Linked DNA regions of Oryctolagus cuniculus: region 1 is linked to region 2. The links are chromatin contacts, called in public Micro-C maps. All regions are on one chromosome and are shown on one strand. The core of a region is the stretch at or near the end of the contact, and the rest is flanking DNA. Distances in the headings are between cores, read along the strand shown.

Region 1 (4,885 bases), core at 975-3,474, 380 kb before region 2:
CCAGCTAAAAATAACTCCTGCAATACCCGCGTGGCAGCTGTGCGACCAGAGTCTGCCGAGGGACCCTCAGGACGGGCTGGCACTTCAAGCCCTGGGGCTCTTGGTGCCCAGGGGAAAAGGACTTTGAGAAGTCATAGGTACACCTGTCCAGGACAAGCCAACAGGAACCCCAAGGCTCTCTCTGTACTGCAGTTTCTTCATCTGTACAGTGAGGGCATCAGGGCAAAGCTTGCTTTGTGCTCTGAGATTAAAGATGCCACCACGGCCGGCGCCGCGGCTCACTAGGCTAATCCTCCACTTAGCGGCACCGGCACACTGGGTTCTAGTCCCAGTCGGGGCGCCGGATTCTGTCCCGGTTGCCCCTCTTCCAGGCCAGCTCTCTGCTGTGGCCAGGGAGTGCAGTGGAGGATGGCCCAAGTGCTTGGGCCCTGCACCCGCGTGGGAGAGACCAGGAGGAAGCACCTGGCTCCTGGCTTCAGATCAGCACAGCGCGCTGGCCATAGCAGCCATTTGGGGGGTGAACCAACGGAAGGAAGACCTTTCTCTCTGTCTCTCTCCCTCACTGTCTAACTCTGCCTGTCAAAAAAAAAAAAAAAAAAAAAAGATGCCACCACAAGACGGGGTCTGGCACATGGCAAGCCCTCCTCCACCCAAAGGCGTCCTTCCTCTGTCCCTACTCAGCCAAGCTCTCTCGCCTCACCTCCAGCCACACTCCACTGCCCGCACCCTTACCCACCCATCTCTCTCCACACGAAGACAAGTCCCCCTTCCAGTTCTGTCACTAATGTGACCTTGACTTGACCTCTCTGGGTTCAGTTCCATCCCCCACACTGGGTGAACAGCATTTTAACAGAACCTTTCCAAGTTACTTCCGTTCAGGGCGTTTCTTCCTTTGCATCACAGGCGCCTGTCCGCCTCTATAAGGATCATTCTTCAGGCCCGCTGCACGTGCTCCATAAATATCTCACGCCTTTGGCCGGGCAGCCGCTAGCTAGCCGAACAGGATTTTGCTGAGAGCTCAGTAGGGCTGTTCCCGGGTGTATACTCCTATAAGGAGACTTCAAAAAGTCCTTGGAAAACTGAATGCAAATAAGTTTATTTTGGTGCAAAAACTTCTCAAGTCCGTGCTTAAGGTGAAAAGGGCACACCTAAGAGGTCTGGATGGCTTGGGTTCGAATCCTGCTCCACCACCTCCGGCTTTAACTGTTTGCACTTTACTCCCATGTCCCAGAATCCTCATTGTAAAAGCAGATTAGTCCCCACCCCAGAGAGCTCTGAGAACAAACTGAGTTACTCTAGAATAAGCCTAGAAGGTAGTGCCAGTCCCACAGTTAAACGCTCAGCAAACGTTAACCGTCACTACAATCCAGGAAGGACTTTTCTAACGACTCGAAACTTTCTTTGACTCCCTGCATGCCTGTCCCTGTCGCCTGGGTGGAGGAACGGCACAGACTGAGTAGCCTAAAGTTCCCCGTGTGTGGACCCCTGCCAGGGTCGGCTCGCTGGCCAGGCCTCCCCTCCACACGCACTTCGGAGCTCCAGCGCCCTCGCCTTCCCTGCAGGAGGCCAGGAAACGGGTGGGCTCTTGTCCAGGGACCGGCCAGGTCGAGCAGGCTCGATCCGCGGCACCGGCGCATTCCAGCAGGTGCCCGCAGTCCCAGACCACTGCCAGGTGGTTTTCCCACCCCGCCCCCGCCGCCTCCCGGCGACCATGCCGCCAGTTCGCGGCTCCGCAGCCCGCGCGGAGGTACGGGGCGTCGCGGGGCACGCCGGGACTTGTAGTCCGCGGCCGCCTCAAACGACCAGCTCGCCGCGACGCGATAACTCCAACCCCCAGGCGGCCTCGCGCGGCCAGAAATGCGCCGAGCCTGCGATTCCAAGGGGTCCTGGGCACCTTGGGTCGGCCCTGAGGCCGCCACCCACAACAAACCCCGGGCTGGCCCCGTAGCCGCCGCCCAGGAGAAGTCCCGGCCGGCGCAGGGTAACTGCGGCTGACCACAAATCCAGGAACTCACCGACTTTGTAGGGCAGTTTGTCAGACATTCTGGCGGTGTTGCTGCACGCGGTGATGGACACGGGCGAAAAGGGGATCAGGCCTAGAGCAGAAATCAGGCACTGGGCTGGCGGCGCGGGGCAGGAATCTGCGCGTGGCGCCGGCGCCTTTAAATATCTTCCTCGTTTTGCATATTCATGAGTCCCGCTGAGGCTGAGCCCGAGGGGCGGGGCCCACGCACGGGGGCGTGGCCAGAGTGAACTTCGATCCCTGCTCCGGACTCTGAATTTTGTCCAGTGCTATCGATCGACCTTCGGCTCGGCTTCCCCAAGGGACACCTGGCCATTGTTCCTTTCATTTATTCTGCCTCTGATTCCAGGGCCAAAATCAGGAGGAACTGAACTTCCAGCCAGTTCCCTTTCTCGAGCTTCGATTTCCCCACCTGTAAAATGGGCGGAATGATACCTCCCCCACAGATTTTAGACAGAGCCACAGTATGCCACGGATGTGGCACACCCCAGATCTCCCCTGCCGCACGCAATCACCACCCTGAGAGTAAGTACATGTGCATGCATTTCTTTATACATTAAAACAATTCATAGGCTTATGTGTTTAAAACCTTTATGTGTGGTACCTACCACAGTTAGCTTTGTGCTGCTTGCTTTTCTCTGAGCATTATGTTCCTAAGAGTCATGCATATAATTTGCGCATGTTTGTATTTGCTGCCTACAGTACTTCGGTGTCTCCATACCATGATTTATTTGTTCTATCTGGCTGACGTTCAGGCTGTGTGGTGTGTCGCTCTTGCATAGATGGAGCCATGAACATGCTGCCCTTGTCTTCTCACGCCCGTGAGTGGGTTTCTCCGGGGCCCGAGTGTACCCCGGGGTGGAGTTTCTGGGCCGATGGTGCATCCTTAGCTTTTCCTACATGCTGCTTTCCACGGTGGCTTTGTCACAGGCAGTGCCTGAGAGCGCGGGCTCGGCCACATCTCTGTTACCTCTCATTGTCTGACAAGCTGTTGTCCAACTCGTGGAGTGAAAAGTCTCTCTTGGGTTTTTGTTTTTGTTTTTGTTTTTGATAGGTAGAGTGGACAGTGAGAGAGAGAGAAAGGTTTTCCTTTTCCGTTGGTTCACCCCAAGATGGCTGCTATGGCTGGTGCGCTGCGCTGATCTGAAGGCAGGAGCCAGGTACTTCTCCTGGTCTCCCATGGGGTGCAGGGCCCAAGCACTTGGGCCATCCTCCACTGCACTCCCTGGCCACAGCAGAGAGCTGGCCTGGAAGAGGGGCAACTGGGACAGAATCTGGCGCCCCGACCGGACTAGAACCCAGTGTGCTGGTGCCGCTAGGCGGAGGATTAGCCTAGTGAGCCACAGCGCCAGCCTCTTGGGGGGTTTTAATTGGCCACCTGAAGCCCTTTAATTTCTCTCAGCCCCATGCCCACTCTTCCCACTTTCACCCCCATCTCCTCCCTCTGCTTCTCAAACTTTTGTCCCCACCCTGAGTGTGCACTTTCCCATCTCCAGTTTGGCCCTCAGCTGTGTAGCCTCGGCCCCCAGTCTCCACTGAAACTGCTCCAGCTGAGGTCATCAGGGAACCTGCTGGGAATTTTTGTCGTCAGCACTACTTTTTATTTTATTTTATTTTATTTTATTTTATTTTTATTTTTTGACAGGCAGAGTGGACAGTGAGAGAGAGAGACAGAGAGGAAGGTCTTCCTTTGCCGTTGGTTCACCCTCCAATGGTCACCACGGCTGGCACGCTGCAGCCAACGCATCACGCTGATCCGAAGGCAGGAGCCAGGTGCTTTTCCTGGTCTCCCATGGGGTGCCGGGCCCAAGTACCTGGGCCATCCTCCACTGTACTCCCTGGCCACAGCAGAGAGCTGGCCTGGAAGAGGGGCAACCGGGACAGAATCCGGCGCCCTGACCGGGACTAGAACCCGGTGTGCTGGCGCCACAAGGTGGAGGATTAGCCTAGTGAGCCGCGGCGCCGGCCTATTTTTTATTTTTTTGACAGGCAGAGTGGACAGTGAGAGAGAGAGACAGAGAGAAAGGTCTTCCTTTTGCTGTTGGTTCACCCTCCAATGGCTGCCGCGGCCGACACACTGTGGCCGGCGCAGCACGCTGATCCGATGGCAGGAGCCAGGTGCTTCTCCTGGTCTCCCATGGGGTGCAGGGCCCAAGCACTTGGGCCATCCTCCACTGCACTCCCTGGCCACAGCAGAGAGCTGGCCTGGAAGAGGGGCAACTGGGACAGAATCCGGCGCCCCGACCGGGACTAGAACCCGGTGTGCCAGTGCCGCAGGCAGAGGATTAGCCTATTGAGCTGCGGCACCGGCCACTACTTTTTATTCCTTTATGAATTTACTTCCTCTGTGACTATCCCTAAACAATACAGCTTTCATTTTGACTGTTTTTTGCTTTTGATGAATGAAATTTATACTGTATAAATTCTTTTTTCTTTTAAAGATCTATTGATTTATTTGAAAGAGGTACAGAGAAGGAGAGGCAGAGAGAGAGAGAGAGATCTTCCATCCACTGGTTCACTACCCAAATGGCTTTAACGGTCTAGGCTGGGTCAGGCCAAAGCCAGAGGCCAGGGGCTTCTTCCAGGTCTTCCACGTGGGTGCAGGGGTCTATGCACTTGGACCATCTTCCATTGCTTTCCCAGGCCATCAGCAGGGAGCTGGATCTGAAGAGGAGCAGCCAGGACTAGAACCGGCGCCCATATGGGATGCCGGTGCCACAGGTGGAGGATTAACCAAGTGAGCCACGGCACGGGCCCCAAGACTGATTTTTGAGAGCCGTTTGCGTAGCTGCTGTAGCTGTGGCTCATTTCTTTTCAATTTGGTACAATACTTTGAATGAATGTATTACAGTGCATTTTTCT
Region 2 (4,659 bases), core at 1,410-3,909:
TGGGATTCTAAGCAAGTATCTTGACCTCTCTGGGCTTCTGTGTGCCTGTTTCCCCACTGATGAAATTGAGGGGAGCTGAATAAGTTGGGCCCTGAGGTATCCTCCACCTCTAATAATCTCAGTGGAGAGGTGGGAGGAGTCCCAGGGGTTTCAAGAGGGGACTCTTCCGGGCTCTCATCCCCTCCCTCCCAAATTCCCACAGATACCCTTGATGCTCCGGAGACATGGATGACTGCCATTTGACCTCTGACCTCTGGGAGTGAGCTGGTGCTGGGAACAAGATCCAGGTCTCTTGGGGTGCGAGATGCACGCCAGGCACCTGCTCACACAAATGGTGTGAGCGAACACTGCCTGCCCCAGAGCAGGCGGCCGCGCAGAGCCCTGGAGCAGCCACCTCTCCCGAGCGTCAGGCAGCAGTGCTGAGCCTCGGATTCGAGTGCACTTTGTGCCAGGCCACACTGGGCTGGGTGGGAGGAGCAGATGGACAAAGATCCTGCCACTAGAATGCCCCCATCCACTGGGGAGGACACACACACACACACACACATGGTTGTCATCTCTGTTCATTGAACAAATAGAGGGCGGCCGGCACAGTAAGGCCAGGAGGGCTACAGCGAGGAAGCAGGGGTGAGTGGTCCTATGCGCGGGGAGGCCTGGCTTTCCGAGGGGCCTGAAGAGGGCAGTCCAGGCAGGGGACGCTAGAGTGGCCGCAGCGTGAGGCATGCAGAGAAGGGGAGGTGACGCCTGAGAGATCTGCCTCTGGATCACAGAAAGCCTCCAATGCTGTTAGCCGCGGGTGGCTTTGCGAGCCACAGGGCATCTGAGAGTGGCAAAACAGTGAGACAGGAGAGCTCAGTTAGCGATTATCCAGGTTCAATCAACAAGGAGGTCAAAGGAAGGCAGGAGGTTAGCAGGAAGTGGCCGTGGTGGGCAGAGGCTCAGGGTTGCAGGGATGAGGACACGCGGGGACGTCACTCCTAGGAACACAAGGCCACTCCCCTTCCCGTGGGAGCCTCTGGGTGGCACTTCCAGGGCCCCTTTCCCACATGCCAGGGCTGCGGTGTCCCTCAGAAGTGCCACGCCAGGCGGGGCCGGGGTTTTTCTCCCCACAGCACTGACCTCTGGAGTAGCTCCCCCTGGGCCTGACCCTTCCCCAGCAGCTCTGCTCCACTGAGAGGGGACCCTGGGGAGCCGAGGGTCTGTACGCGTGGTCTCTCCCCAGGCATCTCCCAGGCCACTGGAAGAGGTAGGGCCTGGCGTCTGGCCCTGGCAGGATCCCGAGGGTGGAGGGCTTGGAGACCGTAGTGTCCATTCTGGAAGGAAGCTGGGACAGAAACTCAGCCCCAGGGAGGAATGGGACTTGTCAGATTTCACACAGCCAATCGGGGACACAGTTAGGCCTCGAACTCAGATCTCTGGTGGTGGTGGGGGGGGGGGGGTTGACACATTCTGGGGTTTAGATCACCTGGTGCATGGAGAGATTGAAGACGGCCAGGGCCAGAAGCTATAGGTTCGAATCTTGTGTGTGTGTGTATTTAAAGAATTTATTTATTTGAAAGAGTTACACAGAGAGGGAGAGAGAAACAGAGATCTTCCATCCTCTGGTTTACCCCCCAGATGGCCACAATGGCCAGGCCTGGGCCAGGCTGAAGCCAAGAGCCTGGTCTCCCATGAGTGCAGCCAGGGCCCAAGCAGTTGGGCCATCTTCCGCTACTTTTCCCAGGCCATAGCAGGGAGTTGGACTGAAAGGGGAGCAGCCAGGACTCGAAGTGGCATCTCTTTACCAGCTACACAGGCCCCGGGGTTCACGTCCTGACTCTGGTGTTGACTATAGCCTACTTACTCCGGGAAGTCACTTATGCTCTCTGAGTTTGTTTCCTTAAGTGTAAAATACCCACTCTGCGGGGTTGCTGTGAAGTTCAAGCACCACGCCACAGTGTCTGGTTCACAGGAAGTGGTCGGGGTCTGCTGGTGGTGTGCCTGTGGTAATGACCGCTAGTGCATAACGGCGTGTGAATTCACACAGTAACAGTGAGATGTGTGAGTCTCGTCGTCTCCATACGTCAACCCAGCCCTAGAGGCAACGTGGATCAAACAGCGTGTGCAAACGCACCAGCCCAGCCCGGGCGCTAAGTCAACAATTCCTCTCCAAGTCCTACTACCTGCCCAGGAGCTCCGCAGGAGCGGAGAAAGGGGACAGCCCCTCCTCCCCGTCTTGCTCAGCTGAGGCAGAGGGAGTGGGAAACCAGGGACGCAGGGGGCGAGCAGGGCGTGGGGGCAGCGTGGGGCGTGGAGGGGCACGGACGCGGCGTGGAGTCCAGGACGAGCGCAGCTCCGGGGACTTGGACACAGGGTGCAGGCCAAGGACGCGAGCGCAGAGGGAGGGGGGGAAGGCGCGGCGACCCGCGTTAGCAGTGCGAGATCAAGGTCACCCGGGGCAAGCAGGGGGGCCGTCCTCACGGGCGGGGGGGTTCCTAGCTACCGGAAGCGGCCTGTCCCGGGCCCCCGGGGCTCCGAGCACCGCTCGCATGCTCGCCCGAGCCGCTGCACAGCAGCCGGCGAGCCGCGGCGGGGGCGGGCCGAGGGGGGGGACCCGCAGCCTGGGATTGGTCGCCGGGGCGCCGGCCGTGACGCGAGGCGGGCGGCCCCTTTGTGACGTCACAATCAGCTGTTTGAACGTTCCAATTTGTGCCGTGAGCCGCGCCGCAGCGGCCGCACAGGCTTCCAGCCCCGTGGGCGAGCGCCGCAGCTCCGAGCGCCCGCCGCCGCCGCCGCCTCCCCGCCCGCCGCCCGCGATGCAGCCCGGCCTGTGAGCCGCCGTCGAGCCCTGGGACGCCCCCGCCGCACAACTACCTCAGCACCGCCCCGCCCGCTGCACCGCGCAGGTGCCCAGGTGAGTCCCTACCGATTAGGATCAGGGGGCTCCTGGCGCCCCGGGACACGCCCTGCGCCCCCCGCGTCCCGGCCTTTGTCTGTCTCCGCCGGCGGCCGCGGGGGCAGCGTTCCCGGCTCCCGATTGGCTGCCGCACGCCCAGTAGACCGTGACGTCTTCGTATTTACATATGACATTGAGACGTCACCAAGGCCAGCCCCGCCCCTTTCCCCCAGATTGGGTCGCCTGTCCTCCGGTGACCCGGTGGGCGCTGTGTCAGGGCCGGAGCTTGGGTGAGGGACGCCGACAGGCAAGCGAGCCGGGGAGGGGGTCTCGGCAGTTTCCTGGGCTAACTTGAGGGCTGCCATCGGGTCTCTGACCCCCAACTTTTCTTCTTGCTACCTGCCGGGGGTCGGACGGCGCTGCTGGGCTGGGGGGTTGTCGGGGACTCGGGGCGGGCTCGGACTCCAGGTGGTTGGGGACGGCACCAGATGGTGGCGGAATCCCCTCTGTCCCCGCTCCAGGCTCCGCCCCTCAGGGACTAAACATCCTCCTAATCCCTGACTGGTGTGCTGCGCTCGGCTGACGTCAGTGCCAGCCACCAAAGGAAGGGTCTCAGACCCCATTTCGTGGGAGGGGAGACTGAGGGGAGGTGGCTTACTCGAGACCACATGTCCAGTTAGAGTGACAGGTGCGTTATCCACGGGCAGACACAGTGGGTGGTGGGTGCTCAGCACCAGTTAGTTACCTGCTGCCCACCCTCCCGCTGGGGAGCTTCTCCTATAGGGCGCCCAGCTCGCCTCACTCCTGGGTCTTTGTCCAGGAAACCTCTGGGGACAGGGTCCCCTTTTGTGGCCCTGACCCCGTCTGTCCCCTCTCTATGATAGAGTCCCAGCTGCTTCCCAGCTGCTCTGACCACTGGCCGTCAGGGTGTCTCTGGGCTAATGTTGGTTGGGTGGGGGGTGGAGGGTGGGGTGAGGGCTCTCTGAACTGGCCCTTCATCGCCTCGCTGACTCCCAGGGTTGTCAGCAGGAAGGACAGGACCCTGGCAACTGCTGGTGATTGCAGGCTTTCCGCCACCTTTCTCTCGACTCGCAGGGCTAACAGAAGCCTCTGACTTCCCAAGAGGATGCGCCTGGAGGTGCCACCGGAGCCCCGTCCCACCCTGGGCTTTGCTCAAGATGGGCCGGGGTAGAGGTGGCTTAGGGCTCAAGTGCTATTCTGGGCACAGCTGCTGTGGTTATTAAAGGGGAATGATTCTCCCTGGAGCAGAGCTGGGAATCTGAGAACCAGGAAGCTGGCAGGGCTGGGAAAGAAAATCCAAGAGGCTCGGCTAGTGGTCAGGAGAGGGGGCGGGCACTGGCTGGCTAGTGCTGCTGTCGCTCCTGACCTGTCACTGACTTGCTGCAGGACCTGGGGCAGGAAGCGTCTCCCCTGAGCCACCCTGACCTCAGTGTGTGCTGAGGAGCTGCACTGCAGGCTCTGACACACAGTGGGTGCTCTGGTAAATCTGTGCTGAATCTTGGTGCCAGGAACCCCAGCTCTTCTGCAGCGGGGTAGAGGGTCAGTGACAGGATCGAAGTCACTGTCTGACCTCCCCTGTCCTCCCTGCATCATTAAATTCTTGGGGCTTGTTTGCTGACTGTGAGCATTCTGGACAGGGTACTCAGGGACCTGGGCTAGGTCTGCCCTGCCACTGTTCTGAAAGACTTGTGTCGTCTGTCTGATCCTCAGACTGTGAGATGGACTGGGAGCAGATCTGCACCCACCACCGGGGTGGTGTCACC

Evidence for each region. Hi-C and Micro-C count contacts between places; a contact is called where the count stands out from the background.
Region 1: a Micro-C map of ear pinna shows a contact between it and region 2, with 4 times the contacts expected there. The contact joins the promoter of AHCY here to the promoter of TP53INP2 in region 2. A contact is called at or near these places in 2 of 6 Hi-C or Micro-C datasets (ear pinna and an unstated tissue).

The regions. Positions count from the first base shown.
Region 1 is chr11:23,775,164-23,780,048 of mOryCun1.1, reverse strand. It overlaps AHCY (adenosylhomocysteinase), which reads right to left and starts at 2,224. Exons shown (of 10, transcript XM_002710796.5): 1 at 2,016-2,224. The coding sequence starts at 2,043. LOC103348190 (a long non-coding RNA gene) reads left to right here and starts at 2,371. Exons shown (of 3, transcript XR_007919648.2): 1 at 2,371-2,548.
Region 2 is chr11:23,397,379-23,402,037 of mOryCun1.1, reverse strand. TP53INP2 (tumor protein p53 inducible nuclear protein 2) reads left to right here and starts at 2,659. Exons shown (of 4, transcript XM_070051952.1): 1 at 2,659-2,893. It overlaps LOC138844315 (a long non-coding RNA gene), which reads right to left and starts at 3,051. Exons shown (of 2, transcript XR_011379942.1): 1 at 2,906-3,051; 2 at 548-820.